Linked DNA regions of Sus scrofa: regions 2, 3 and 4 are each linked to region 1. The links are chromatin contacts, called in public HiChIP or PLAC-seq and promoter capture Hi-C maps. All regions are on one chromosome and are shown on one strand. The core of a region is the stretch at or near the end of the contact, and the rest is flanking DNA. Distances in the headings are between cores, read along the strand shown.

Region 1 (7,084 bases), core at 1,656-4,155:
AAGATTACTGCTTTAAGAATCAACTATGCTGATGAGCACTAACTGGATACACTGGTGGCTCAACTTCCAGAGCAGAGGAATAACGGTGTACCAGGCCAGGGGAGGACAAGGGTAGAAGCCACTCGAAATGCCCTAGGTTAATTTATCCAAACATAATCAAATCATGCATGTATTAAGGCCCAATTCCAGTCCTCCTCAGGCCACCTCACAAGAACTCTTCCCTGAATTCTGAATGTGGGTACCACACAATTTCAGGTACCTAACCCTGTGGGCTTATCTCCACAACCAGGTTGTGGGCATCTTATGTCACCATCTGCTTTGAATACCCAGCATGGTACTGAACTAAGACACTGCAAAAATTCAATAAGTAGTTGTTTCATTAGGCTTTCTGACTTAATTCGTACTTTTACACTGGCTGTGGGTGATAATTCCCTCAGCTTGATTTACTTTTCAGCAGCTAGGAAAATAACTGCAGGAGTACTCAGTTCTCACAAGTCACATAGGAAAATAACCCAGACAGAGTTCTATAGGAACAGAGGCCCCTTTCATTTGTTAAAATGTAATAAAACCAGAATGGGATTACTGCTCCCTTCATCTTAAGACAAAAATTGCTTTTTCCACCTTCACTCTGATGCACACTCCCTCATTATATGACTTTTATTTTAAGCACAAACACTTTAACTCTGGTGTCACCTAAGAAAGTAGTTCTCACAGGATTTATCGTTGTGGTACAGCAGAAATGAATCCGACAAGTATCCATAAGGATGCAGGTTCTATCCCTGGCCTTACTTATTGGGTCAGGGACCCAACATTGCTATGAGCTGTGGTGAAGGTCACAGACAAGCCTCGGATCCCGAGTTGCTGTGGCTGTGGCATAGGCTGGCAGCTGTACCTCCAATTTGACCCCTAGCCTGGGAACTTCCATATGCTACAGGTGTGGCCCTAAAATAAATAAATAAATGAAATAAAATAAAGTAGTTCTTATATTTACAAGTGTGGCCAGAGGTCACAGCCACAAAGTGTTAAAATTCTTGCCCATATTTCCACTCTTGGAGTCAGAGTAAGTCATAAAATGACCATAAGGTCAAGTGGCCAAACATACTGCACATTATAAACAGCTAACTATTTTCTGTCATTTGTTCAAAATCATAAAAAGGACTACTTTGGAAGGTGGAGTTCCCATTATGGCTCAGGAGTAATGAGCCTGACTAGTATCCAAGACGATATGAGTTTGATCCCCGGCCTCACTTGGTGGGTTAAGGATCCAGTGTTGCTGTGAGCTGTGGTGTAGGTAGAAAACGTGGCTCAGATCCCTTGTGGCTATGGCTGTGGCATAGGCCAGCAGTTGAAGCTCCAATTTGACCTCTAGACTGGGAACTTCCATATGCCGCAGGTTTGGCCCTAAAAAATAAAATAAATATAATAAAAAGAACTACATTGGAAGGTGGTGAGCTCACCATCCTTAAAGTCATTATGGAGAGACTTAATGACCATGAGTTTGGAGATGCTGAAAGCAGTAAACCAATCTGAGAAGGGATGAGACTAGATAAATAACATCCCTTCCAACTTGAAGATTCTAGAAAGTTAAACAGCATTTAATTTATCTCAGGCCACCACTGCCTGAGTAATTCTGAAGTTACCCAAGCACTCACTATTATCTGCAAATGGACCATTCGGTGACTTACTTGTCATCTCATTATCAAAGACAGGTATCCTAAAACTCAGAACCCAGATGCTTCCACAAATCATGTAAAATACATGAGTCATAATGGATTAGTGAGAAGAGAAAATATCATACGCATTATCGAGGGCCAGCTACACAAATATATGATGTTTTCTGGGATTCTGAAATCCCAAAGCCATGTTACCCCTTTCTGGTTAATGAGGAAGAGACTGGATTATTAAAGTCAGTTCCTAAAACAAATTCACACTGAGATTTTTGGAGCACATCCAGTTTCTATGGCGACTGCATAAAGTAAACCAGCATAATAGAAATCAATATATCTGAAATCAGGACAGCAAACATCCTCAGTGTAAATTTAAAAAACTGGTAGTCACAGAATCCGTACTTTCTCTCCACAAGTTCAAAATGAAAGAAGTCTCACTCTCAGATCCCTGACTCTTTAAGGTCTCCCATCAGCAGGTCATGTCTTCCAAAGCCTTACTATACGATCTCACTTTCTGTATTTATTTTTCTAGCTGAGGCAATAATTTGTTTGATTTCCCACCGTTGTCAGTAGCTGTAACACCCTGCCCAGAAACGTCACAGAAACGGACAGAATGTTTTCTACAGGATTCCTTCAGAAATTTGAGGTTGTTCCAGAAAGATAAAAAATTCGGAGACTTTCAAGTGCAAGAGGAGAAAAGAGCGGGATTACTTTGAGCAGGACAACCCCACAGGAGCCAGAGCCCCACTCTGGGTAGCTGTAGCTGTAAGAACTGGTTCTCCATCATCCCCGAAGCTCTAGCGCTGGAAACTTCCCAGGAACCCCACAACCTCCCGGCACCCCAGCTTCAGACTTCAGCTACAGTTACCCTCCCTCCTGAGGCCAACCGGCGGCGCCCGGCCGCGTTGCCACCCCCTACCCGAACTCACAGCCAGTCTCCTTCTTGATCTCCTCGAGCTCTTCGTCCCGCAGTAACGTGGAGGCCCGGGACCCCATCACTAAGCCGGGAGCTCCTCCGGGAGCAGGGGCGCCTGAAGCGACAGCGGCTGCAGGAGAGAGGGAAGAAGGGGAGGAAGGACCGGGGTCAAAAACGGAGAGGGCAGTATTTCTACTGAGGGCCGGGAAGGGAACCCAGGGGTGGCGCGCGGAGAAGGGCGGCCCAGAGGCCCAGCCAATTGGGAGTGAGACTGCGCCCGGCTCAGGAGCCGACGTCGACGTTCCTAGCTCCAGCCCCCGAATGAATCAGCCCAGCGCCAGGCCAGGTCTAGCTCAAAACGGACCACGCCCCCGGAACCATGATGCCACCGGCCTTAAATGGGCAATGCCACTCTGGCCTTAGAGACCGCAATTAAAAGGGCAACGCCTTGACCCACCGTTTTACAACACGCAGACCTGTGACATACAGCGTAGCCAACCCCTTTATCACAGAACTCTAATTCTAGAAACCCCACCCTACAACTGGCATGGATCGCGGAGAGAAACAATCAAAATAGACAAAACGTCGCTTGGGTGAAAGCCAGGGCGTGTCTCCTGGGAACTGCATGCTGGGAGTTGCATCTCATTTTTCCTGCCTGGGGGGCGCTCGGGTGCCAGCTTCGGGGCCGCGCGCTGATTGGCTCCTTGGGAAACAGCCGGGACCTTCTGTTCAGGCCGGTTGGCGTCCGCTCCGCTGCGTCGGTGTCCTGCGCTGCGTACTTTTCTGTAATTTGTTTTTTTCTGGACTGTCCTTTGGTAACAGCCACCGCGGGCTTGGAACTTCCCGAGAGTTCTTCCTTAACAGCAGTCCCTCTTTTGTTAGTTCAAGACTGAAGCGCGAGGAACTCACCATTTGGCTGAAATAGGGACCAGATTTCCTAAACTTCCGTCGGAGAAAAAAAAATCTAACGGTGGAGGAGAGAATTTCTAGTGTATGGCCCGCAGTTTGTTTTTAAGTTTCTTATTTTGCCTTAAAGATGAGGGATTTTGCATTTTGTTCTCATGGCATATTTTTGTTTTCCTGAAAACGCTTAAAGCCACTTGTTAAATTAGTACACCCTGCCAGGTGAACCAGATCTTTAACTGTGGCTTCAGTGCCTTTACACCCCTTCACTCGATTGTTGGGCTTATTACAGAACAGATTTGAATTATGGAAGAACCAAATTTTGACCTCTGTCACTTAGTACCTAAGTACTAGAAGGCTATTTTAGCGAGCTGCCCAAGTCAACTTAGATTACTAGTTTTTAAGCTTTACCTAAGGCTTTGATAGATTGGCATGAGATCAAGTTTATAGTCTTACTGAGTTTGTTTTCGTGATTGACTTACTCTGTTTTGTCCTAATAATGTCTGCCGTCATACACAGAATGTAGCATTTTGGATATGCTCGTCTAGACCACAGGAGCTTCCTTTTATCCTGCGAGTATGAGTATGGTAGAAAAAGTTTGATGTCAGCGACATGTGTCCATTTTCTGAGTCTGCCTTGAAGCCTGTCTCTGGATCCTGACCTTACTTGTTCTTCCAAATTTTGAATCTTACCTTTTGCAGCTGTCCTCAAGGCTTTCTTTGCTTTGTGTTGTTTTTCTGATTTACTTTAACATTTCTTAAATTTCCTTATTGTCCAAGCATTTCACAAACTTGTTTCTTATGTTTTTAAAAATACAGATGATTATCTCTATGAAGGGCTGGTATTTCCAGTTTTAGGTTCGCTGTTATTTCTGTAAAAATTCCCCTTTGCCTGTTGGATTAGTGAGCAAAGAAGAATGGTCTTTCCAGGTGCTCTGGTGACTTGTTTTATGCTGTCTCTGAATGCATAACACCAGGGATCTCGTAGGGGTTTTAGTTCAAGTTTCAAGTTCTAGCTCTGTGACTTTGGGCAGGTGTCTTACATCTTTAAGCGTCAGTCCTACATCTGTAAATTAGGTAATTATTGAGGCATTAAATAATTTTTGTGAAAGCACTTGCTAGACCTTAAATTTTAAAATGTGTTTTTCTGGTTAAAAATGATAACTTCTCATCTTCTTTCTAGTTGAATTGGGCCTTATTTAGTCAATGTTTTATAGTTAAATAAGTTGCAAAATTCACTTGTTGTCTATGCCTAGTGTGGCAAAAGCAAGCCACTTTTAAATTTAAACCATTCTCATCTTCTTCCTAGTTGAACTGGGCCTTAGTTATTTGGTCAATGTTTTATAGCTAAAGTAAATGGAAAATTCACTGGTTGACTGTTCCTAGTGTGGCAAAGGCAAGCCACTTTTAAATTTAAACCAATGTAAATTTAAACATTTAGCTGGGGTTCTAAATGCAAAGACATCCAAATAACAGGATTGTTCTAAAAGATACTTTTTTTAAAAAAAAGGATTCATCTTTTAAATTACAGTATTACACTAAGGAACATAAGAGTAGGAGTTCCCATTGCGGCTCAGCAGTAACAAACCCAAGTAGTATCCATTAAGATTTGGGTCTAAGCCTTGGCCTCACTCACTGGGTTAAGGATATGGCGTTGCCGTGAGCTGTGGTGTAAGTTGAAGACGTCGCTTGGATCCTGCGTAGGCTGATGATGATGTGGCTATGGCGTAGGCCAGCAGCTGCAGCTCCTATTCAACCCCTAGCTGGGAACTTCCACACGTGTGCCCCCACCAAAAAAAGCAAAAAAAACACCCGAAACTAAAACAAACAAACAAACAAATGTAAGAGTATCTTCAATGAGTGATAGTTATTTCCAGGAGGTCAGTTTTTTCTTTGTACATTTCTGCATTGTTATTTTTGTAATGAGCATGTATCATTTTAAAAAAAAATTGAGTTTTACAGAACCAGTGTGGCATGGGGCAGTTTAATCTGTTAGGCTGCACAGCCTGGTTGGTGATATTACAGCAGCCCAAGCCCTGAGCTCTAGCTACAGTGTGGTGGAATGGCCCTCACAGTGACATGACAGCTGGATTGGTAATGTGTAAATTATGATAGTTTTAAGTCATTTATTCTTTGGTAACCAAATGTCAGACTCTGGAAGTGTGACTAATCTGGAAGAGGCTACATTCAGAAGAGGCTAGGTCCCAGACATATCTAGGTAAACAATTCATCACAACGTGTGGTGGCAAATATTTGCCGATATCAGTTTTTTTCATTTGTTCTTGTACTTTTTTTGGTTGATGTTAAGAGATGTATGTATGTGCTATTAAAAACCATCTAAATGTTCTTCTTATCCCATTTAGCTAAGGAATGAAAAGTGCTATTAAGCCATTTTATAGACAAAGAAGTCCAAGCCAAAGTTTTATAATTTTCAGTTTCCCATGTATAAATTAGAATTGGTACTTAAAATGATCCTTTTCTCATTATCACTCTAAAAAGATGAACAGGTTTGAATTACTCTAGTATTTTTATTCTTCTTGTCCCTTCCAGTTATGTGCAAAGGAAAAATAACTCTGTTCTTCCCACACTATTTTTTTTAAATAATGGATCTCTTTTATTTTCAAGTGTTTGGATACTTAAAGAAGATTACTTGAAGACTGCTTTTGGAATCAGGTAGTATGGATCCAAGCAGTGACTACCATTTCCTCAACCAGATTTTGTGGAGAAGAGTGAAACTCACATTGATTTGTGGCATCTTTGAGGGAGTGCTTCAGCATGTGGACCCTAACAAGATTGTTGTCCTGAAGAAAGGTCTCATTTTATTTTTCTTAATCTTCTGCCTTTTAGGAGACTAATAACAAAGTTTGGGGGATGGCTCTGGGCTCCCTTAGCAGCTGGGAGAGTGGCATTATTCCTATTTTAGGGAAAGGGTGGTGAGGAAGATTAGAATGCAGTTTTCTGTCACAGAGCAGTATGGCTATATATGCTGGCTTGTCTCCACTTCTATACTTTTATTGACATGAGAGTGAACATTTTCAATATGGAGAGTTTTTTTTTTTTTTAAAAAACTGGGTACTACTTTTAATTTCTTTGTATAGGCATCTTGAAATTAAAAATAACCACTGTATTAGATAGAATTGCCTTTGGCTTCAATAGGCAAATTCAAAAGGCAATAAGGGATTAATTTTTCTCATGCTATCCCATCTTTGAGTGGCTCAAAGATGCCAGGAGGGATCAGGTGTCTTGTGCTCCTGCTCTGCCAACTCAGTGATCATCTGTTATCCTCATGGTTACAAGGTAGCCTCTGTACTTCCCAGCTTCAATACTGGTTCATATAAAGGATGCAATTCAGAAACAGCCAAGTGGAAAGGATTTGTAGGGTAAGGGCTAGAGTTTCTACCCTCTCTGGGAGTGCTACCCTTCTAGTTCCTTCATGTGTTCACCTTGAAGCTCCAATATATTGTTTTTATTCAGCTAGAATATTGACTTGCTGGAGGAGTTGTTTTCCTGGTATGATAAGTTTCAAGTTCACAACTGAAACGTGTAAATGACATTTGCAAGATTGGTGTCATTGTTAAGCCATATTATGAGTTAAAATG
Region 2 (7,084 bases), core at 2,775-5,274, 420 kb before region 1:
ACAGAATCTCTCCTCTGATTTGAAGTTTATTTTTGAGACAGATAAAATTTAGGGTGATTCTTTTCAAAAGCATCCTCAGCTTTGATGCAATTAAGTTTATTGGTTTCCTAAAACTAACAAGTTTAAGTAATACCTATGAGGAGTCTCTGTGTGGCTCAGCAGGCTAAGGATCTGGCATTGTCACTACGGTGGCATGGATCACTGTCGTGGCATGAGTCCCACTCCTGGCCCAGAAACTTTCACATGCCACAGGTATGGCAAAAACAAAACCACCACTATCTTTTAAAAATTAATCTATGAGGGAGGTCCCTTGTGGCACAGTGGGTTAAGGATCCATCACTGTCACTTAAGTAGTTCAGGTCACTGCTATGGCAAGGGTTCAATCCCTGGCCCAGGAATTTCCACATGCCACAGGAACAGCCAAAAAAAGGCTAATCTATGAAATATCACAGTCTACTGAGAGAAATACAGTTTAGTGTCAAATAAGTAAACTTTGTGCTTATGGTATTTATACACATTTCAAATTTTTCTTTTGTCTAAACAAAAAAAAAGGCAGAAGAGTCAGATTTCCAATTTGAACTCTGTACACAGATGAATGTGGAAATGTGTATTAAGACAAAAAAGTTAGAACTTTCAAGCTTATAATTTACATAAGGTTTTTTTCCACCCTCCAGCCAAGTTATTCCACGAGTTGATCAAAATACATAAAACCAAAAACCTAACTTATGACCAAAACAATCCCTATCTTGAGCCATACGTTGTTACTGATTTACAAACAAGGAATAAAATTTTACTTCACAACAATATTCAAGCACATATTTCACTGCACTATAAGCAATATGCCTATGCTTTTGGAATACTGAATTGGATTTTCCAAAGAAAGGATAATCAATTAAGAAAATTCAGCTGTTTCAGAGACACAAATACCACTCCAAAGTCTAAGATAACTTTAACAAATTGCAAAAATCAAATGTACCCTCAGAAGAGGTGAGCTACTCACAGAGCAATAAATCTTCCACCAAGATTCTAAATATACTATCAATGTGGCTCTCTACAAATACTAAAATTTTGATACATAGATAAAACTTAACACTCAAAAAGCTCTCAGTTCAGCTTTTCAAGATCAAGCATTCATCCACATAAGGTAACTATAATAATGACCCAAGGAAATAAGTTTAGTTGAGGGTAGAAAGATTCTGAAAATGTCAAAATCACAAGATGCAGGCGTTCACATACAAACAAATGCAAATTCACAGAGAAAGTTTTCAGGAAATGTGGTCAATTCCATAAGTAAACTGTTACAATTTCAGAGTCCCTATTCTGAATGTCTTTTCACCAATGACCTCTCTGGGAAATGTTTAACTACTAAAGCCATGACCCTCATACAACTTACACAATACACTGGTTAGTTTACTAGGTAGTTACCTAATTCAACGATTCAAGTACTAGACTAAAAAAAAAAGTACACCAAATTAAAATTCCAAATCAATACCATTACTTGAAAAACACAAAATATTCAAATGCTGGTCAACTTAAACTGAATGTTTCTCAAGTTGCTAAAAATAACCATAACTTTTCACATAACAAATGCACAGCTGTATGGTAGGCACAAAAATGTCAGTTTGTTCCTTAATATAATTTCACTACAATAGCATGGTTAAATTACATTTCTGAAACTTTTGTGAAATAGGTTCAGTCGAATTTCAGTACTCACCAATATACAACTGGCCCAGAAATTTGAAAAATCTTTTAAAAAGTATAGTCTGGATATTAAAATAATCAGAAAATATGCTAGTAAATGATAAAAAGACAGTAAAAATAGCCAAATATTGGTTTTTAATAGTCATTAAATTAAGTTAATAATTAAATGGTATTTGCTGTTTTATTAGGAAGCACTTACTTTGGACCAGACTATACCCTGGAAACTTTATCATCACCACAACTCCAAATTTGAAAGGTAGATTTCAAAATGTTACCCGAAATGCTTTAGGTTTTAAGGCACAGAGTTGCACCTACCTAAGATGATACACCCTCCACTCCTTTCTCTCCCCAAATACTACTCCTGGGAATGATCCCTTAACTGCAACTCGAGCAAGCTCTCAGGTCCCTAAGAGTTGTATATGGAGAATGTGAATAACTAACTTTTTATGGCAGAAATGGACAGCAATCAATAAGCCACTCTGCCTTGGACCAAGTATGGCAAGGTAACCTAGGAATTTCCTCAAATCCCAGCCATGTGTTTTCTGCATAGTACACCCAACCCACTCACCTCGTACAACAGCTGGAGACATAACCCTATGGCAGCAAAAAGCACTAGCGCTCACTTCCTACCCTTGGAGTGAAAAAGCCTCCGACCAGTCACGGAGAAGAACAGTCGTCCTCGACTATTGGGGCCCACATTACCGCTTTTCAACTGCAGAGGCCAGCTAGCCAAAAACCACGTGAAAAAATGCCGCAAGGAAAGCTCTTCCGGGGAAGAGCAGTCCCGACAGATCACGTGCCGCCGGCCGGAACCCGCGGATCGCTCGGCAGGATCCAGTCGCATTCTGTTACCGTGGAGACTACAGAACCAGCAACCCGGCCCTCTCAGGCCTGCCCCCTTTCCCAGGAGCCGCCACGCCACCTTCAGGCAGTTTCTCTGCAGCCTAGCCGCGGCGTCGTGCCCAAAGAAGCAGAGCAGGCAGTGTTTGTCAGCGACTCTGCTGCAAAAGCCCGAGGAACTTTACAACATACACAGGCAGCGCACGGGTGGGCTCGAGAGTTCTTTTGATCCACGTGTCTGCCTTGGCGACGCGAACCCTGGGAGAGTGGTCTTCCCTCAGAAGGAGAGTACTTTTGGTTATTTACGCTGCCATCAGTAACCGCTCCCCCCGCCCTTTTCAGACCTCCAGCACGCTCCCCGCTAATACCCTCGCCAAAAGGAGGCATCTCCAGAGTTCCGAAGATAAAGTAAAAACCTTCAGAGCAAGACACTATCACTTCCCATTATCAACCCAGTTTGAACTAATCCCTAACTTCTCCACACTCTTCGGACACAGATTCCTCAACTTTGGTTACTGATGCTTCCAAGAGATTTATGTCCCAGACCCATCTACCACTGAAAGAGGACTCCTACTTGATAATTTAACAGAAGCAGGAAGCCACACAGAACCAGCCAAAGGCTGCCCCACAGAGGTTTAAAGAAAATAACACCTGCTCTCCCCACCTGTTTTCCCCGCCCTCATTTCTGCACTTAAGAACCACCAGCCCTTTGTTTACCAAGTTCCCTCTCCTTTACAGCTCACTTCCTTGCCCTCCTTCTTTATTAAACTCGCGATCTCGCCTCAAACAACTTGCCCCAAAATTACATACTAAATGAGGGGTTTTGTACAGGTGTCAAAACGAAGCACACAGCTCCTTAGAAAAGCGAGGTCAGCACCGATTCCCTCGGAGTTTAGGAACCCCAAGACCTGAGCTCTCAAAGGTAAAGCACAGAAGCACAGCTCTCGAACTACAGCCCGGCGCGGGGCTGGAAGGCGTCACGCGGATCGTACCATGCGGTGCAGCACCCCACGCACGCGAGGGCAGGGCCGCGCCATGGGCGCTTCTCACCCCGCCCGCCTCGTGGCCGCTCTTGCTGGCGTCGATGTTCCCAGCTAGTTCGCTGCGCTACGCGGAAGTGAGGCCGGGGACGCGCGCGAGGTGACATGCGCAGCCTCGCTCAGAGGACCATAGGCGCGCGCCAAAGGCAGCCCCGCGCAAGGCCGGGCCTGGCCGCGGCGTGCGAAGATCGCTCAGCTGACCGCTTCTCACGCCGTAAAAACACTCAAGAGCTTCAAACTCTTGGAAAACTCCAATTGGGCCAGTACTAAGGAGACGCCCTCCACCCAGGCCCGAGAGTTACCGTGCGGGGCGTGGCCGGCCTCACCCGGAGTCCTTCACATCCCGCTGGGGGCGGGTTATTCTGTTCGGTTCGCACACCGTGTGTCCGCTCCAGCTGAAGAGTCTGCGCGCGCACCGGACGTCCACGTCATCGCGCACGCGCTCCTACCCGCTCGGAGCCCGCCGCGCAAGCGCAAAAGGAGGCGCGAGCAGCACCACCCTCGCCCCTCCCCCAACACCAGGAGGCCAAACGGCCCCGGAGCTGCGACAAGACCCTTGGGACCCGCCCCTGGAGCTGAAGCCGCTGCCTTTCCGGGAGTCAACAACCAAGAAAAGCCTACTGAAGCTTCCAGAATCAAGAGTGGCGAGGCAGGAGGGAGGCACCCCAATTCCCTCAGCGTCGCGCACGAAGCCTTCGTGAAAACTGTGAAACCTTTGCCCGCGGGGCTTTCTCAACTGAACCTTCCACCTTTTCAATTGGGCTTTTCGCCGGCCCCGCCCTGCCGCGCCCAGCCCCAGCCCCACCCAAGTGAGGTTCCGCAGCCCCCAAGGCTTTAGGAGCCCGTCAAATGAATCTGAGATCTTCCTCCTCCTCAAAAGTGCTGTGGGCTTAGAGAGCACCAGGACTTCGGGAATCGTTGAAGAAAAGACCCTGAGATAGAGTTTGCAACATCTACAACCAAAGAACACTAGTAAAGTAGGGAGGAGTCTGAAAACCTCAATGCCCAGTAGGAAGGGAAGAAGAGTTGCTACTAGCTTGCCTGATAAAAAGACGAAAGATGTCTTGATAGAAGGTTAAAACGTGGATATGAGAATTTTGCACGATAGAGTATTATCTGAGCTTTAATGCCCTGATCCTGCGTTTTCAATTTTTGTTTGTTCAAGATATTTAAGCTATGGGTTGCAAACAAAAATCTAACAAGTATATATTGAGTGTCAGACAGTTGCTAAGTTAACAGTATTTCTCCCAAGGAAATATCAAAGATTATCCTTCTTCTTTCCCACCCCTTACCAGCCATTCTTTCTTCTGTGCTAACACTCTAGTAAAAAGGGAGAGTTGTTTAAAGTGAGAGAAAAGAGGCAAAATAGAAGTAGGTAGTAAAAGAGCAGAAACTGTGGTCCAAGTCTCCAAACTATTTCCTTTCACTCTCTTAGAAGAACTGCCAAGTACTGAGAACCTGCTAGGTGGACTTAATGCAAAATACTGCGAAGGAGAATGAGGGGGTTACAAGAAAGGAGCCAATAAGAAGAGGCTTATCCCAGAATGATCTGAGCTGGACTCCAGGCGTATTAGGAATGGTCTTCTTTTTCTTCCTGAGAGGATATGCCACATCACCAGGTGAAAATGTGCTGGAGTTAGCATGGAATGGAAAACATGTAGGCTAAAGTTGACGGACTTCTGAAGTTGCTCTGAAACCCCCATTCAGGCACTGTCAACCACAACATTGGTGCAACAAATGAATAATACCTAAGTTCCAGGCAAAACTGAAAAGTAACAGTTTCTTTGACACCTTCCTCCTCTTCCCTGACCCCAAGAACCTCTTTCCTGGAAGCTGCCTTATCAGAATCTCCCACTTATTCAAGAATGCTATTCTCTCAAAGGTCTAAGGTTTCCTCATACAAAATTTCCATTTTCTGAAGCAGAAATAAAGTCTGACTTACCATTAAAGCATCTGATCATAAGGTAAATGACAACTGGTTAACAACCATGGCTGGTCGTAGTTGCATCCCAAAAAGGATAGTTTAACGCAAATGATATCTCAGTTGGGAAATCTGTGAGGACATCTTGAAGGTGAGGGAGAATGGAGTTTTTCTTTTCCTAGTTTCTCCTCACACCAGGCAAACAGATTATGAAATGCTAGGTACTTACTAAAAATTTTTTTTTCAAGAGTCAGCACTGGATCTCCTGATGGAAAAGGTAAACTACTCATATTTTTTCAAAATGGGGTCTGCCTAATCTATAAAGATCTAGAGATATACTCTCAAGAATCGAAACTGGGAGGTCCCTGGTAGCTTACTGGTTAAAGATCTGAACAGTTAAGGATCCAGCACTGTCATTGTGGCACAGGTTCAGTCACTGGCCCAGGAATTTGTGTGCCATGGGCACAGCCAAAAACAAACAACAACAAAAAAGAATCTGAGAACTTATAAATATTATTTTCATACAGATAATCCAAAAATAATAATACTGCCACACTATTTCAATGGTGTACTTTTTTCTCTTTTTTAGCCACCCCACAGCATGTGGAGTTCCTAGGCCAGGGATAAGATCCCTGCCACAGTTGTGACCTACACCAGAGCTGAGGCAATGCTGAATCCTTAACCCACTGTGACAGCCAGGGATGGAACCTATATCGCAGGACTCCAGAGATACTGCCAATCCATTGCACCACAGTAGGAACTCCTGGCCTACTTCTGACTTAACACAATGCTAGTATCAAGTAACCACTTTTTTGTTTCCTTTTTCAAGTAACCTCTGTGCATTCAACCTTTAATGCAAGGTTTCTCGGACTAGGATCCTAGGATATATTCTTGGATATATATAAAAGAACTTCTTCCTTTAAAAGGCATCCTTATATAAGCCAAGTTTTTAAAATGCCAAGCTGCCTAACTGCTAGACTTGATCCTCATAAGTTTCACTTTTTCTTTTGGAATTCTCTCATTCCAATTATCAGAGCTCACCTTGTTCATCCAAACTGATAAAAAAAAATTTCCCTTGGATTTCCCTGGTTGGACTTTCAAAGAGATTTTACTCTTTGTAAAAGAGTAAAAACAGAAAATGCATGTAATATAAACAATCTGGCCTTAGTTTTGATCCAAGACTGCTCTATAAACACAAAAGCCCTATCTCAATTACATGTACATTTTTCCTATTCAACAAATACTTGAGTGCCCTGCATATGCTGAGGATAGAAGACAGGCAGCTCCATGGAAAATGGCCAGTAGGCACATGAAACAATGCTCAACATCATTAATTATTAGAGAAATGCAAATCAAAGCTACGATGAGGTAACTTACACTGGTAAGAATCACCATCATTAATAAGTCTACAAATAACAAATGCTGGAGAGGGTTCAGAGAAAAGGGAACCCTCCTCCACTGCTAGTGGGAAAGTAAATTGGTACAACCACTATGGAAAATAGTATGGTGATTCTTTAGAAAGCTAAATACATAATGATCTAGCAATCCCACTCCTGGGCATATACCTGGACAAAACTATAAT
Region 3 (7,084 bases), core at 2,235-4,734, 310 kb after region 1:
CCCCAAATACCACCAATCCAGTCCCCAGTCCTAAACCTTCTAGATCCTCACTTACCGAAGTAGTGTATCCTTGCCCAGGCTCATGCAGAGCTGATTGCAGGAAACGACAAGACTGGTGATACGCTCGGAAGGGGTAAAGTCAATGCGCTGCTTCGAGAAGATGGGCGCTTCCTTCTCTAGCTGGGCATTCACATACCCTAGGTGAGGAGTGAAGGAAAGCTTAGCTGTGGAACAGAGCAAGGAAGGGCAAGGGAAGGCAACAAAAGAGTGCTCTTTCCACCTTCCCAACATACTCCTACCCCAGGACCTTGTTAGCCAACATTTTAATAGCAATATATCAAACAGTTTGCTAATCACCATTAGTCCTAGGCCATGTTAGGGGTTCTGGGCTCTTCCCACACTTCTGACAACAGTGAGGGGTTGATTCTTTGAACCCTTGGGTTGCATGATGTACCTGCTCCCAGTGGTAACAGGGGTGGGGTGGGGGGGCAGCAAAGGGTTGGGTGTTCTCCTTATCAGCCTTTGGCCCAGCAATCCCAGCTCAACTAAAGTGGTCTAGTTCCACTCTCTCTCCTCGATCCATGCAGTAATGGTCTCAGTGAGTCTTTAGAAGAATGAGGGCAGAGGGGTTCTTGGGGGACAGTTCCAGTCAGTTGGTTAACAAACTGCTGGTGCTTCCTGTCTAGCCTTTAACTCTCATTCCTTCACCACTGCATAAAACATTCCAGCACTTCAGACCCCTCTGCCAATTCTGTACTACTTTCCACAAAAATATCCCCTCATTGCCCAGCTGCATGGAGCTTTAATGATAGCCTAAAATACTTCATTTTTCCGTGTTCAGTGACAAAGTTCCCTCTAGGACCATGCTCCTCCCCCTACAACATTTCTCTTTCACCAGATTCTTCATCCACTCTCTTCCTCTCACCTCCACAACGGGTCTGGAGCCTATTCTCAGTTTTCCCATCTGCAGCCCTCTAAGCAAGTCACTTCCTTATCTGAGTCCCAGTTCCCTCTTATAAGGACCCTAGTGGCAGGGCCTAGATCACGCGGCTGCTCTTGCTGCTCTTTCAAACTTTGACCATCCACCCGCTAGATTAGAGCCTGAGGAGAATCTAGGGCCTAGATCCCTACTGCAAGTCCGGGGAGGCTAACCCGAGCTCTTGGAGCCCCCCTCCCCGCCCCTCTCCTGCAGATGCCAGGAAAGCTGAGAGGTGCAGCGGCGCCCTCACTTTCCTTACCCGAATGGGGGATGCCCACGCTGGGGCAGCCGGGCTGCAAGACGGCCGAGCGGGACAGGGAGTCCTCATATTCATCCAAGATAGACGCCATGGTGCCCGGCCGCTGGGTCCTCCGTCCCAGGCCCAGAGATTACAACAGGGCTCCCCACAGGGATCCCCGTCTCCCCAGATGGGAAGCTGCGACTCCTCAGCTTCGATCTGGATCTGACAGATCCTGGTAATTCGGCTCCTCCTCTTTAAAATCCTATGGATCTTCTCGCTCTCGCCTTATAGAGCGAGAAGACCAGGGAGCCCTCCCCCCTTGAAGGGGGCTCAATTCAGCACCCAACTCCCGCGCCTAAAAAAACATCGGCTCCCTTCGATCACTCTCAGGTGATCCCAACCTCGCCCGAGGAGCTCAGCTGACTCCCGCCCCCAGGACGCGCGCCTATAACGTAACTTCCGGGTTCTCAGAAGCCGATGTTTGCTCGCGCAGGAACGTCGCCCGGCCGGCCACTGGGAGGAGGTGAGGAGTGAGGAAGGGCGGGGCCAAGGCCTAATCCCCTCTCCAGGGGAGCCCTCTGCTTGTGCGGGAGCCTGCACGCCTTGCAGCGGGAGAAGAGCCGGTTGCTGGGCGGGCCCTGCTGAACACAAGCCCCTCCCTCCTGGACCCTGCTGCAGTTCCGGATTTGGACACCGGGAGGCAATCCCGGCTTTCCCAGCCCCCTTCCCCGACCCTCCCAGGGCAGTCCAGCCCCAGCCTCGGAGCCAGTCCCTAGCACATTTCACACCCAGGCTTACCTCCGTGAGAAGAACGCTCAGGCTCTCTCTGTCCAGCTCCGGCTCCCATCTTTTTAAACAGCCCGTTGTCCGAGTTACCCAGGAGAACCTCCTCAATCTAATTGCCGTCTTGACCCTACCTTCACAAGGCACAGGCAAACACTCCTGGCTTCTCCCACATCCAGGGACCCACCGGCTTCCAGAAAGTGGCAGAGCTGGTGGTCCGGCTCGCAGGAAGCCATGTGCTACCTAACCTGCTCCGTAGTGGCTCCTTGGTGTCAGAGGAGACAAGAGGAGCAACAGAGAAGACGAAGAAGCACTGCTAAGAGGTAGTGGGCCGCTTCCATTCACTCATTTAACAAAAAGGTGTTGAGCCCTTACTCTATGCCTGGCCTTGGGCTAGGTGCTGGGGTTACTTAGGTAAGTACAACACCGTCCTTGAAGGTCATAATCCAGCGGGGGCGATGGGTCAGTAAATAGATAATTAATACCAGAAAAGCGATTGATGATTTGTTCGAAGCTCAGTCGTTCTCACGTGAGCAGACACACACTCTGTCAGACACTGTTCCAGGCTGGGGCGGCACCATAGAGAACAGAACAGATAAAAAATGCCCTTCGCTCCTGACGTGTAGCCAGGTACGTGGTCACAGTGCTATGGCAGCACGAAGGAGCAGGGAACAAATACCTGAAAAGCAGGCAGGAATGAGGGACAAGTGACTTTGGAGGTAGGTGAGGAGTCCAGAGCAGCAGAACAGCGAAGGTTCGGATGCTACTGCCACTGGGTTTCTCTCTTCCATTTGCCTAGGCGACCCATACTGCAGTCTTTTCTCTCCTGGGGCTCATTGACTTTGCTACCTTGCTAAAGTGGAAGGCTCTTGACCAGCGTCACCCTTTCCTGGTTTTAATCGGTAGTCCCCAGTTATGACTAAGAGCGCCCCCTTTACCCTCAAAAGAGCCCAGGTGCGCACCATGCATTGTGTGGAGAGTCCACACTTGCTGAATTTCCCTGACAGGCCTAGAGAGTGAACCCTCACCAGCCCTTGCCGAAGGCTCTCTGGGCCTGGACTGCCCCTCCCACCGCCCGTCTGATTTGCGGTAAAACATAACTTCCCTCTGGCCGGGTCTTGCTTCTCCCGCCGTCTATGCCGCCAGGGGCGCTGCGCTCAGGTTAGGTCCCTGGAGGGAAGGTGCCGAGCTGGGAGGTAGGCAGGTCTCTGGCCTGGGAAAAGTAATCCCAGCCAGGGAACTGCCCTGCCCTTACTTAAAACTCCATCTCAGATCACCTGCATTAGGGAAACACAAATAGGTCCAGACAAAGGTCAAATAACCAGAAAAGGTACATTTACAGTGTGCTGACGATGTGCCAAGCACCATGCTAAGTTTCTAATATTTAATGTTATTTCAGCTTACCCTCGCACTAATGCTAAGAAGTAGGCACTGCTCCTTTCCCCACATTACAAAAGCAGAAACTGAAATTCGACCTGGTGGAGCAATTTGTCCAAGGTCACGTGGCCAGGAAGTGGAGGAAGCCAGGAGGCAATATTCAAATCCAAACAAACGCTGAAGAGTGGATAGTGAAACACACTGTTCACGCCCCCAGTGCAAGCAAGAGAAGAGGGCTACAGCTGCATCCTTAGGTCAGGTCTGGACGCTGCAGAGCAAGTATCCTCCCTGCGTGGAGCTGTTTAGCACAGAAGGGGTGTCTCAGGAACTCAGAATCTTTCCAGTCACCTCCTCACTGTCCCCAGAGCCTCCCTCCTGGTTCCACTGCTCTCTGGGATATATGGGATGGGGCCTAAGTGGGCTTGCCTGCTGCAGATTCAGTTCATACTCCCTGTTGGTTGATTACAGCAGTTTTCCCCCATATCCTCCTTCTTCAATGTTAGGCCAGTCTTTGAAGTAAGAGTCAGAGGCCAGCCTTTTTTTTTTTTTTTTTAATCTTTTTAGGGCCACATTCACGGCATATAGAGGTTCTCAGGCTAGGGGTCAAGTCGGAGCTGTAGCTGCCAGCCTATGCCTCAACCACAACCAAAGCAACACCAGATCTGAGCCGCATCTGCGATCTACACCACAGTTCACAGCTATGCCTGACCCTTAACCTACTGAAGCCAGGGCTGAACCTGTGTCCTCATGGATACTAGTCAGATTTATTTCTGCTGAGCCATGATAGGAACTCCCAGAGACCAGCCTTTACTCCTGCCCAGCCACTCACTAGCTGTGACACTGTGTATATATATATATATATTTTTTTTTTTGGTCTTTTTGTCTTTGTTGTTGTTGTTGTTGTTGCTATTTCTTGGGCCGCTCCCGCAGCATATGGAGGTTCCCAGGCTAGGGGTCGAATCGGAGCTGTAGCCACCGGCCTACGCCAGAGCCACAGCAACTCGGGATCCGAGCTGCGTCTGCAACCTACACCACAGCTCACGGCAACGCCAGATCATTAACCCACTGAGCAAGGGCAGGGACCGAACCCGCAACCTCATGGTTCCTAGTCGGATTCGTTAACCACTGCGCCACAACAGGAACTCCGACACTGTGTATATTTGATGCTGTTAGCTTTGGTCTCCTCATCTAAAGAAATAGATATAATGATACTTATCTCTTAGGTCTGTGTTGAAGAGTAAATGAGGTGATCTAGGTGAAAGCTCATTGTAATAACATGTGCTCAGTAAACTCTAAATATGGTTTTAATCTGACAGTCACTCTCAAGTCCACCTCTTCCATGAAGACTCCCTGGACCACAACTTCTCTCTCAGAAATGCTGTGGCTTATCTTGTATTGATCACTTACTGGCACTTACATATGAAGTGTGGGCATTTTGCTTTGATATGACAGAAGCTGACTGTGAGGATAACTCAAACACTCCTGAGCACCTGAATACAGAGGTGCCTTAGGGAACTCGCAGCTGGAGATTGAGCTTCACCAGCTCCTACCCCTCAGAATTCCTGTGGTAATTGCCATGAGACAGGCAAGGACTGACTGCTGAGCCAAGGAGAGAAAGGATTGTTGTATGAAAGCAGGTGGTTTGTGCTAAGACTTGAAGTGCATATATGATTTTCAAGGGCAAAAAAGGGAAAGTGTTAGGCAGCCCTCAAGAAAACCAAGAGCAGGAGTTTTAGTTGTGCTCAACAGTAACAAACCCAACTAGTATCCATGAGGATGAGGGTTTGATCCCTGCCCTCGCTCAGTGGGTTAAGGATCCAGAGTTGCCGTGAGCTGCAGTGTAGGCTGCAGGTGTGGCTCGGATCCAGTGTTGCTGTGGCCATGGTGTAGGCTGGCAGCTGTAGATCTGATTCAAACCCCTCACCTGGAAACTTCCATACCCTGCATGTGCAGCCCTAAAAAGCAAAAAAGAAAACCAAGAGCAAAGGCCTGCAAGTAGTGTGATGTTTGGGGGCTGGGTGGAAAGCTGGAGCATGGGAAGTAGGGCAGTTGGAGAAATGGGACTGGCTGTGCCCAGATTGTGAAAGCTATTGAATGGGCCATCAGAAAGTTTTCACTGGGGATGAAACCATCTGATGTGGGTTCTGGAAAGATTTGTGGTGGCTTGGGTGAAGTCCGCATTAGAGAGAATGGGATCTGAGGCAGAAGCAGAGGAGAAGAGGTGAGGGCCCAGCCCAGAAAAGAGAGAGTAGACTGGGAAGACTCGGGGGAGACATAAATGAGGAAAGGCCGCTGGGTGTATTGTCAAGTTAGACATTGTGGGGAGAGGGGTTGTGGGGAAGGGTGCAGGATGGCTCTGGGGAGACCTGGCAGATGGAATAGTGACACCTTTGTCTGGGAGGGGGAAGAGCTGGGTAGGGGTGGGACAGAGGTCACAAGGGCCCACAAAACTTGAGGGCCCTGCAGGGCATTTATTCCAAGAGACCCAGCACCTGTGGGGTATTCACTAACTCACTGATAAAAATTCAGCAATTGCACGAATGAGCTTTTCTCAAGCTTCAGTTTCTAAATTTGTAAAAGAAGAAAACTTGACCTTGTAGTATTGTGAATAATATAGGCTGTTTTGCAAGTCACTCTGAGCCCTTGCCCGCACCTAGAAAATGCTCAACAAAAGTTAACTGTAGTGGTAATTGTTGTCTGAATGAAGACCCAGACCAAAAGGAAATGATTTAATTGACTTAAGTAAGTAATTAGGTTTTTAAGACTTTCTTTCTTAGGATGGTTTTACATTAACAGAAAAAAGTGAGATGATAGTAAAAAGTTTTCTTAAACCTTACTTCCAGTTTCCCTTATTATGAACATCTTCCATTAGTGTGGTACATTTGTTAAAATTAATGAACCAATATTGATACATTATTATTAACTAAAGTCCGTACTTTATTCAGATTTCTTTAGTTTTTAACCTAATATCTTCTGTTCTGGGATCCCATCCACGATAAAACCTTGTATTTAGTTGTCTTGTCTCCTTTGGCTGTTCTTGACTGTGGCAGTTTCTCAGACCTCCCTTGTCTTAGGTGACCTTGACAGTTTTGAGGAATACTGGGCAGATAGGATGATTTCCATTGGAATTTGATGTCTTTTTTTTTAGACTGGGGTTATGGGTTTGGGGAGGTAAAATACCCTTATCATCATATCATATCAAGGGTGCATACCATCAACTCAACTTATCACTGTTGATGTTGACCTTTATTTTGGCCTCAGCACTCAGAAGGTCCGGGGCCAGGGATCAAATCCATCCCACAGCAGTTACCCAAGCCCCAGCAGTGACAACACTGGATACTTAACCCATTGAGCCACCAGGGAATTCCCATTAATGTTGAGCTTGATCCCCTGACTGAGGTTTGTCAGATTTTTCCACTGTGAAGTTACTCTTCCCCTCCTTTCCAGACTGTACTCTTTGGAAGGAAGTCACCATACACAGCCTATGCTTAAGGAGTAGCGGTGTATGCTTCCTCGATGGTAAAGTACAAATCATTTGGGATTCTTTTGCATGGAAGATTTAGGAATTTGTTTATAAATTTAATTGGTTTTAATCATTTATATATGCATACATATAAAATGAACTCCACTGTGTGCTTTTTGGCCATCTGTCTGTTTTTGGAGAAATGTCTGTTTATATCTTCTGCCCATTTTTTGATTGGGTT
Region 4 (7,084 bases), core at 1,729-4,228, 270 kb after region 1:
TCACAAGTACATTGCCAGGGGGTGCTGCAGGTGCCATGGCGACAGCCATTGTGGGGGATGCATTCATTGCATAGGCGGCCCTGCCAGCCTGGGCGGCAGCTGTAAAACAAAAGAGAAGCTGAGGGTGAGGTGAGGGCCTGGCCAGGGGACAGATCCTCCCTCACTGCTTCCTGTCCTCTACTCACATGCACTCCGCTGGCTTGCTGCAGTAGCCATTCTGTTCATGACAGCCAGAAAGACAGACAGCTGAGGAAAAAAAACAGGGCTGGGTGAGGGTGGGATGCCAATGACTCTGAAGCTTCCCTCTTCCTCTCCTGGCCTTGAGGGTGCCCCCAGCTCGCCTGGGCTCACTTCCCACTCCTGGCCTCCCAGGGGAGCCATGGATATCTTAAAGAGAAATGATAGCACAGGAAGCAGAATCCAGGCTGGAGGGAATGCAGTCATGAGGTCCTTGTGGGCCTTAGCATGATGGGGAGGAGCATTAAGAAGACAGGGCAGAGTCCAAGCCCATCCTAAGCATCCCCAGCTGTTTCTGAGGCCCAGTTAGTGGAGAGTCAGACCTGCTCTCCATAGGAGGATGCAGCTGAGAAGATGCTACAGTATTTGTTTCCGGGACCCCCCTCCATGCAGGCGGGGGTTTGGCTGCTTACGCTGTTCGCAGTACTCCCCAGTCCAGCCAGGCAGGCAGGAAAGGCTGCCATCTGGCTGGCACACGTAGTGGCCGAAGTGGTCATTGCGCTTCTTGCATAGACGTGAGCAGCTGTCCCCATAGTAGTTGTCACTGCAGATGACCCGGTAGGAGTAGCGCAGCCTTGTGAGAGGGCTGGTCTGCTCATCCAGTAACCACTTCTGGCCCACAGGAAGGGAGCCCTGGATGGCGATCTTGCTGATGAGTGCGTCTGGTGGCAAGGCCTCTGAAGGGGCAGAGGGCCAGGTCAAGGAAGGGCAGCCAGGCCCCAAGAGTGCCAGCAACTTCTGGATCAAACCAGTTGTCCAGATGATCCCCACCTGCCAGCAAGCACAGGCCAGAGGAACCCAAGTGTCCCACTGCTTAGCTGCTCTGTGCATGCATGTGCAGAGGGCCTGATACCATTCAAAAAGGGGACAATAGAAGGATGTTAAGCTATCCAGTGTTCTGGAGGCAGATAGGCAAGGGAAAGAGGAAAAGAGGTCAAAATGGGGTGGGGGGAGAAAAAGAAAAGCTCTCCAGGCCTTTGAGGACTCTGGGAGCAAGGGGTCCTCTGGTGCCCATTCAGGGGTTCTGCCCTCAGAGATGGGTACTGCTTTTCTTTTTCCTTTTCAAAGTGAGGATTGTTGTGCTGCTGAAATATCCTTTTCCTCTGTGTCAGAACAACATCCCAAAGCCATTATTCCCTTTCCAAAGGAGCGGAATTCGCGAAAGGTGTAAAATACAGGAAGGGGCCCGTCAGCGGCGCTGGCAGCTTCGGCCTTTCTCACCGCCGTGCTCCCCGCGTTCCCACGCCAAAAATAACCCGCAGGAAACGCAATTGTGCTCAGAGTCCAGGCAGCGGGCGGAATCTGAGCGTCCAGCGCGGGGCGCAGCTCCCGGCCAAGCTAAGCGTCCTGCCCCCCACCCTCCACCCCGCACTTCCCCCGCCTATTTCAGATTAACTCTTTCGGCGCTGCGCCGTGTCGCCCCCCTGTGGCCGCGGAGCGAGCTACTCACCTGGTCGCAGGTCGTCTCCTGGCGCGTGCCAAGCTTCGATGATGAGTGAGAAAGTACCCTGGGAACGGAAAGGAGGGGGCGGGGGAAGACAGAAAGAAAGCAAGTTGAACAGGGGGTGGTGGGAGTGCCTTGTTGCAGCCGGTTTAATTAATCTAATTGCAGGATACAGTTACTGTACCCGAGTCAACATAACGGGCTCATCATCCCGCGCAAGCAGGGAAGGGGAAAGAACCCCGGGTAGGAGGAGGGTTGAGGGATGGGGGAATGTACGTGAGACTCATTCGAAGGTAGAGGACCCGCTGGGGTGGTAGGTGATGAAAATCGTATTTCAAGAGCTAGGGGAACAGAGGGCGCAGAACAGGGAAGAGAGAGACGAGTGAGAGCCTACTAGAGGGTGAGGTCCCAGGCATCGAAAGAAAGGATCCTAAGAGAGCGCCCCACTTTTTTGGAAGGGAGTGAGGAAATCTAGGGAGAGGGCTTTAATCTCAGGGAGATCCCTTCTCTCGGCCTCCCAGTGAGCCCAGACTGTGCTCACCGGCCAGGTGAAATTGAAGGGCAGTTGAAGAGGGTTGCGTCCGCCGCCGCTACTGTCGTCCCCGACGGCGAAGGAATTGGTGCCCAGCACAGGCGTGGAGACGCTGCCGAAGGTGCAGGGCCCGGGCGAGACGACCGCCTGAAAGTGCTTAAGGCAGACGCGGAAGAAGGTCCGGCAACCGGGTTCGCACCGCCGCCCGCTGGCTAGTACGCCGCGCTCGTTGGCAAACTCCTGCAGCTGCAGCTGGAAGACGCCGGAGCCGGCCGCGCGCTATTGCACAGGGACGGAGGGAAGGAGGAAGGAGAGCGGTCAGGTCGGCGGACGCCAGGGGCTGTAGCCCGCGGCGCGGTGGGAAGGGGCGGAGGGGGCGCGGGACGTTACCTGCTGCCAAAGTGCCACTAGCAGCAGTAGCGCCCAGCCAGAGGGGCTACGGGACGCAGCTGCCATTCCCCGGGGCGTCGCTCTCTCCACCCGCCGACCGTGAAGCTTTCCCGCGCGTCCAACCGCCGGAGGGGTCCCTGAAAAGCCAGGCTCCACTCGGGGCTTTCCTCACGCCTCGCTTTCTCGCTAACTCCGCTCCAACTGCCGCGGTAGGTAATCCAGGTGAGGACGACCGGGCGGCGACCGCTCTGAGGACGTGTCCTCGGGCTAATCCTGGGGCTGTAAGCAGACGAGGGCCCGGGTATACTGCACTGAGGCGGCTTGAACTGCGGCTCTTGGCCTCGCGTTCCCAGTCTGCGCTCAGCGCCGCTACTGAAACCTGCGCGTTCGGGAGCTTTCCTTATATATATTGGCTCCTCTCTTAACCCGCCTGTCACTCAGACTCGTGGTCACTCTCCCCTCCCCTCGAGCCTCTAGCTGCTACAGCCCCAGCGCCGCCCGGAGGGGGCCTCCGCCCCCGCCTTCCCCCCTCCCCGTCAGCCAGTCAGGCACAGGTCCCCGCCCCTCCGTGCAGCTCTCAGCCCCTGGATCCCCCAGCTCAGCGCTTGTCGAAGAAACCAATTCTCCACAACTGGGGGTTACAAGCCGCGACCCCGGCTGTGCGAGGATAGGGGGAGGGCCGAGAGGAATGGGGCGGGAGGTGAGCGAGTGTTTCCCGGATGGCTGTGGGGGCGGAGACATTGGGGAGTCCCCGTGGGTGGTGTGTCCGCAGCCGGCATTAGTTACCTGCAGCACTAGAGCAGGTAAAAAGAACTTAAGCTCAGAAAGCGAAACTAGTGCTAAAGAATTCCAATCTCCACCTTCCCCAAGCTTCGGGAGCCCTGGCGTCGCCCGGCCGCAACCTGTGAGCGTCCACCCACCACGCCCCCTCCCCTGTACAGCAGGGAAGCTAGCGGAGGCATTATCCTTTCAGTGGCCACTCGGGGCAAGGCGAAGAGCCAAGCGTCTAAGACTCAGGGGCTCGGCCCTCCACCTGGTTGGCTTCTCCCACTCCGGTTGCGCGGGGGTAGGGGGCGTCCAGAGCGTGCCTCCTTCCTTCTGCCTGCCCCTTCTGCCTCCCGCCTGGGCTCTGTGCGTGCCAGTCCCCAGACGCACAGTCCCGGTGCAGGGGATAGGAGGCGTGGTCCGGGAATAAGGGGGGCGCGTCCTCAGCTGTATGGTAATAAGGGTCTGGCCCCGCCTCCAAGCGCCTCCCCTCACCTAGGTTTAGCTTCAGCTTCAGCTCCAGCGCCCACCTTCTCCCTCCACCCCAGCTGCCCCAAGCCCCCGACCGCCCGCGTCCTGTCGCTCCTTTGAGGCAGGGAGGAACTCCCCTGGCTCCTGAGTTGGCTGAAGCCACTAGCGAGTCAACGTGAGAGGCTAAGTCTGGGCAGACCCGGGTCCTCTCCTCATACGGCGAAATGTAGGGTGGAACTGGAAGCGCGGGGACTCGTTTAAGTTTCAGGCAGTTTCACCGTCTTGCCTTCGCAGCTCCCTCGGGTGGCCCCACTTCTCAGAGCGGCGGCAACGCAGCTGCTTTCCCGGAACCGGCGTGATCCCCGGAGGCTTTAGACTGGGGAGAGCCGGCTTCTACTAGTGTCGGGGGTGCCGGAGAGTTCTCTCTGCGACGCTGAGGGTGGCGGGGGCTCTGTGGCTTCAGCTGTCAGCCCGCCCGCACAGCGATGGCTGTCGTCCGGCGATAAGATCAGCGCAGGGGCGGGGGGAGCAGGGACGCGTTGCGGGCCCCGGGGAGACTTGGGGTTGGGGGGCGGCGCGAAGCCCAACAGCTGCCCAGGCCGCGCATGGGTCTGATTTTTTTTTTTTTTTTTTTTTTCTTGAGGGTGGTGGCGGAGGACTCGGGGAGAAGGATGAGAAACAAGAGGTTGGGAGCGTGGGTTGGGGGAGGGGCGAGGTGAGGAGACGGGCTCCGGGGTCCCCCACGCACGGCCACCCCTCCCAGCCACCATCTGGCGCGAGCGGGTTGGCGTGGGGAACCGAGGTGGGGCGGGGGCCGGCAGATGGGCCCAGGCTGCGCTCCAGAGTTAATGTAGGTTATGGACAGGCGGAGTCCCCAGACCCGAGGGAGGAGGAGCCCCGGGCTTGCCTCCCAGGGATCCTGACAAGTGGGTTTTCCGCTCACACTCTACGGTCCTAGTTCTGCCCAGGGTGCCAAAGAGCGCCCCTTGATTTCTTCTGAGCTGGCATCCAGCCCCACCTAGTTCTGTCCACCTCCGACCCCAAATCCTGGCTTGGCAGTTCATTAAAAACAAAACAAACAAAAACGCAAAACCTCTCCTTTTCTGGCTCTGGCTCTTGCCTGAACCTCCAGAGATACATCCAGTCCTACAGGAGGCATCTTGCTCAATATTGGCAGATCTGGAACACATTCTATCTCTCATACACATCTGGACTAATGTGCCCAAAAGCAAACAATCAAGGAGCAAACAAAAGTATCATCATTATTCGCAGAGTCAAGAGTTCTTGCAAGGGATCCCAGAGACCTAGAAATCCTCTGACCTGAAGAAGAAAGGATTAAATTCTCTTCACCATCAAAAGGCATTAATTAAGCACCTATTTGCTACATCACTGGTGCTGTCCCAGAAATTCATTTACTCCCCTCAGACGCTGGGACTTCACCCTTGGGCCTGAACACCCACTAGTGCTCCAATCTGCTGGGGTCCAGCTTTGCACACATTTGCTAAGCTGGAGAGGGTTGCTTTGTGGGCAGGGAATAGAAACCCAGACGGCTCCTCAGATGGGGCCCCCCTACTTTTCTCCTATTCATAACTTGTGGACAGAATGACCCAACATCATATTCTGGGGGTTCCAAGGAGCTGGAGGTTGTGAGGTGATCAGAGGCTGCTAATCACAGTGGGATTGAAGCCACGTGGACATCTACGATCCTACTCCAAAGTAAATGCTAGGCAACCCCTGGAGAGGCGGCATGGATGCAAGGCCCGAAAGATCTGGGCTTCCAAGCCAGAGGGGTGTTGACGCCTGACTTCAGGCAAGGCCCACAGCCTCTGCCGCAAGGGCCTTCGGCTTCTGCTGTCCTCTCTGTTTGGGCCCTGCACACAGCCCCCAGCAGGAGGAACTTGCACCTGGGGCCGGGACGCGCCAAGGTGGCCTCCCAACCTTGCCCCCGAGCTGACCTCTAGTAATTAGGCTGGACTAGGGCCCAGTAGAGCTTCGGTGCCCCCCCGCCCCCGGTAGCCTACGCGCGGTCCCCAGGGCAGGCGGCGCAGCTCCTGGGACTCCGGCGCCATTTTCCACCTCCACTCCCACCCCCCGGACAGCGTTCTCCGCGGACGAACTGCACTCAGGTAGGAGCGCGGTGGGGGCCGGGCCACAGCGCCTGCCGGGCAGGCCAGGAGCGGGGGGAGCTGGCCTGGCTTGGGCGGGGCGCTTAAGCCCTGAGGGGCGCCGCTGTGGTCGCTGCGGAGAAAGGGCCACGTGCAGGGAGCGGCGGCCGGGGAGCTGCACAGAAGGCGGGGAGATTTGCAAACTGTTGCTGCCACATGGCTGCTCCATTCGATCCATTCACATTGAAATGAGGCCGGCGCGTGCCTCATCTGCTGCAGGGCGCTGCCACGCGTCAGCCCGGCCCGCCGCGTGCCAACTGGGGCAGTGGGGCTGGCAGGGCCTGGCAGCCGTGGGGGCGCAGCCCAGGCCCTGAGGCCAGGCGGGCGGGACGGGAGGGAGAGGTGGGGGGAGCCGAGCTACACTAGCCGCTCAGGCGCCGCAGTTTCGCGGACCTTGGCCCTGCAATTGCAAGCCGGCCGACGTGAAAGGACCAGCACCGACGGGTTTCGGAGGGGGGCCAGGATCGATGCCGCCGCTCCCCGCAGATGCGCCCCAGCAGCGCTACTCTCCATCTGCCGCTGCTCGCACCTGCCGGTCAATAAATCGATTTTACAATTTAATGCAGCAGCTTCCCGCCCGCCTGGGACAGATGCCGCCGCAGAACCACCTCCGCCCTCGCCCCTCCCCTCGAGGGGCGCCAGCGGTTAGGGCCGGGATTCCCGCTCAGCAGGCGGCGCCCCGCGGGGCCCCGTTCACCTCTCTCTAGAATCCCTACAAGGAACTGCCTGCTCCGGGTCTTTCCCGCGGGACAAGTGGGTTCCCCACAGGACTGACCTGAGGCTGGTGGAGGAGAAAGAAAGATGACTGGGTGGTGGCCTTGAAGACTCATTTGGGGCCTTCACAGCGGCTGGGGGAGAGGAACAGAATGCAGTGGCTGATGACTGGATGTGAGAGCCTCTGTAAGAAGGAGGAAGGGGTAGCACCTAGGGCATGGGCACTGAGAGCCACTGAGTTCTGAAGAATCTCCATGAGAGAGCCCTGTGGGGGGTGGGGGGTGCAGTGGGGGTTGAGGTAGAATGTGGCCTCTCCCAAACTCTTCTTGAGTCTGTTAGCATGATATTATGATCTGGCTCTTGGCG

Evidence for each region. Promoter capture Hi-C pulls out the DNA fragments that hold promoters and counts their contacts. HiChIP or PLAC-seq counts read pairs in DNA pulled down with a chosen protein or histone mark.
Region 2: an H3K27ac HiChIP or PLAC-seq map of alveolar macrophages shows a contact between it and region 1. The contact joins the promoter of MGA here to the promoter of EXD1 in region 1. A contact is called at or near these places in 1 of 47 Hi-C or Micro-C datasets (heart right ventricle) and 1 of 2 datasets of contacts at active chromatin or transcription factors (alveolar macrophages).
Region 3: a contact with region 1 is called in a promoter capture Hi-C map of liver, with 2.6 times the contacts expected there. The contact joins the promoter of VPS18 here to the promoter of EXD1 in region 1. A contact is called at or near these places in 1 of 5 promoter capture datasets (liver) and 2 of 2 datasets of contacts at active chromatin or transcription factors (alveolar macrophages and skeletal muscle).
Region 4: a contact with region 1 is called in an H3K27ac HiChIP or PLAC-seq map of alveolar macrophages. The contact joins the promoter of DLL4 here to the promoter of EXD1 in region 1. A contact is called at or near these places in 1 of 5 promoter capture datasets (fetal liver) and 1 of 2 datasets of contacts at active chromatin or transcription factors (alveolar macrophages).

Annotation. Positions count from the first base shown.
Region 1 is chr1:130,109,556-130,116,639 of Sscrofa11.1, forward strand. It overlaps EXD1 (piRNA biogenesis protein EXD1), which reads left to right and starts at 2,906. Exons shown (of 11, transcript XM_021097534.1): 1 at 2,906-3,574; 2 at 6,111-6,296. The coding sequence starts at 6,164. CHP1 (calcineurin B homologous protein 1) reads right to left here and starts at 2,906. Exons shown (of 7, transcript XM_013993169.2): 1 at 2,597-2,906. The coding sequence starts at 2,663.
Region 2 is chr1:129,693,410-129,700,493 of Sscrofa11.1, forward strand. It overlaps MGA (MAX gene-associated protein), which reads right to left and starts at 4,025. Exons shown (of 25, transcript XM_021097378.1): 1 at 3,884-4,025. It also overlaps the pseudogene LOC110259510.
Region 3 is chr1:130,416,983-130,424,066 of Sscrofa11.1, forward strand. VPS18 (vacuolar protein sorting-associated protein 18 homolog) reads right to left here and starts at 3,485. Exons shown (of 6, transcript XM_001929361.4): 1 at 3,408-3,485; 2 at 1,239-3,280; 3 at 56-197. The coding sequence starts at 1,329. LOC106509024 (a long non-coding RNA gene) reads left to right here and starts at 2,206. Exons shown (of 2, transcript XR_001306223.2): 1 at 2,206-2,326.
Region 4 is chr1:130,383,433-130,390,516 of Sscrofa11.1, forward strand. DLL4 (delta like canonical Notch ligand 4) reads right to left here and starts at 2,979. Exons shown (of 11, transcript NM_001244418.1): 1 at 2,604-2,979; 2 at 2,223-2,492; 3 at 1,688-1,745; 4 at 651-914; 5 at 186-246; 6 at 1-99. The coding sequence starts at 2,669.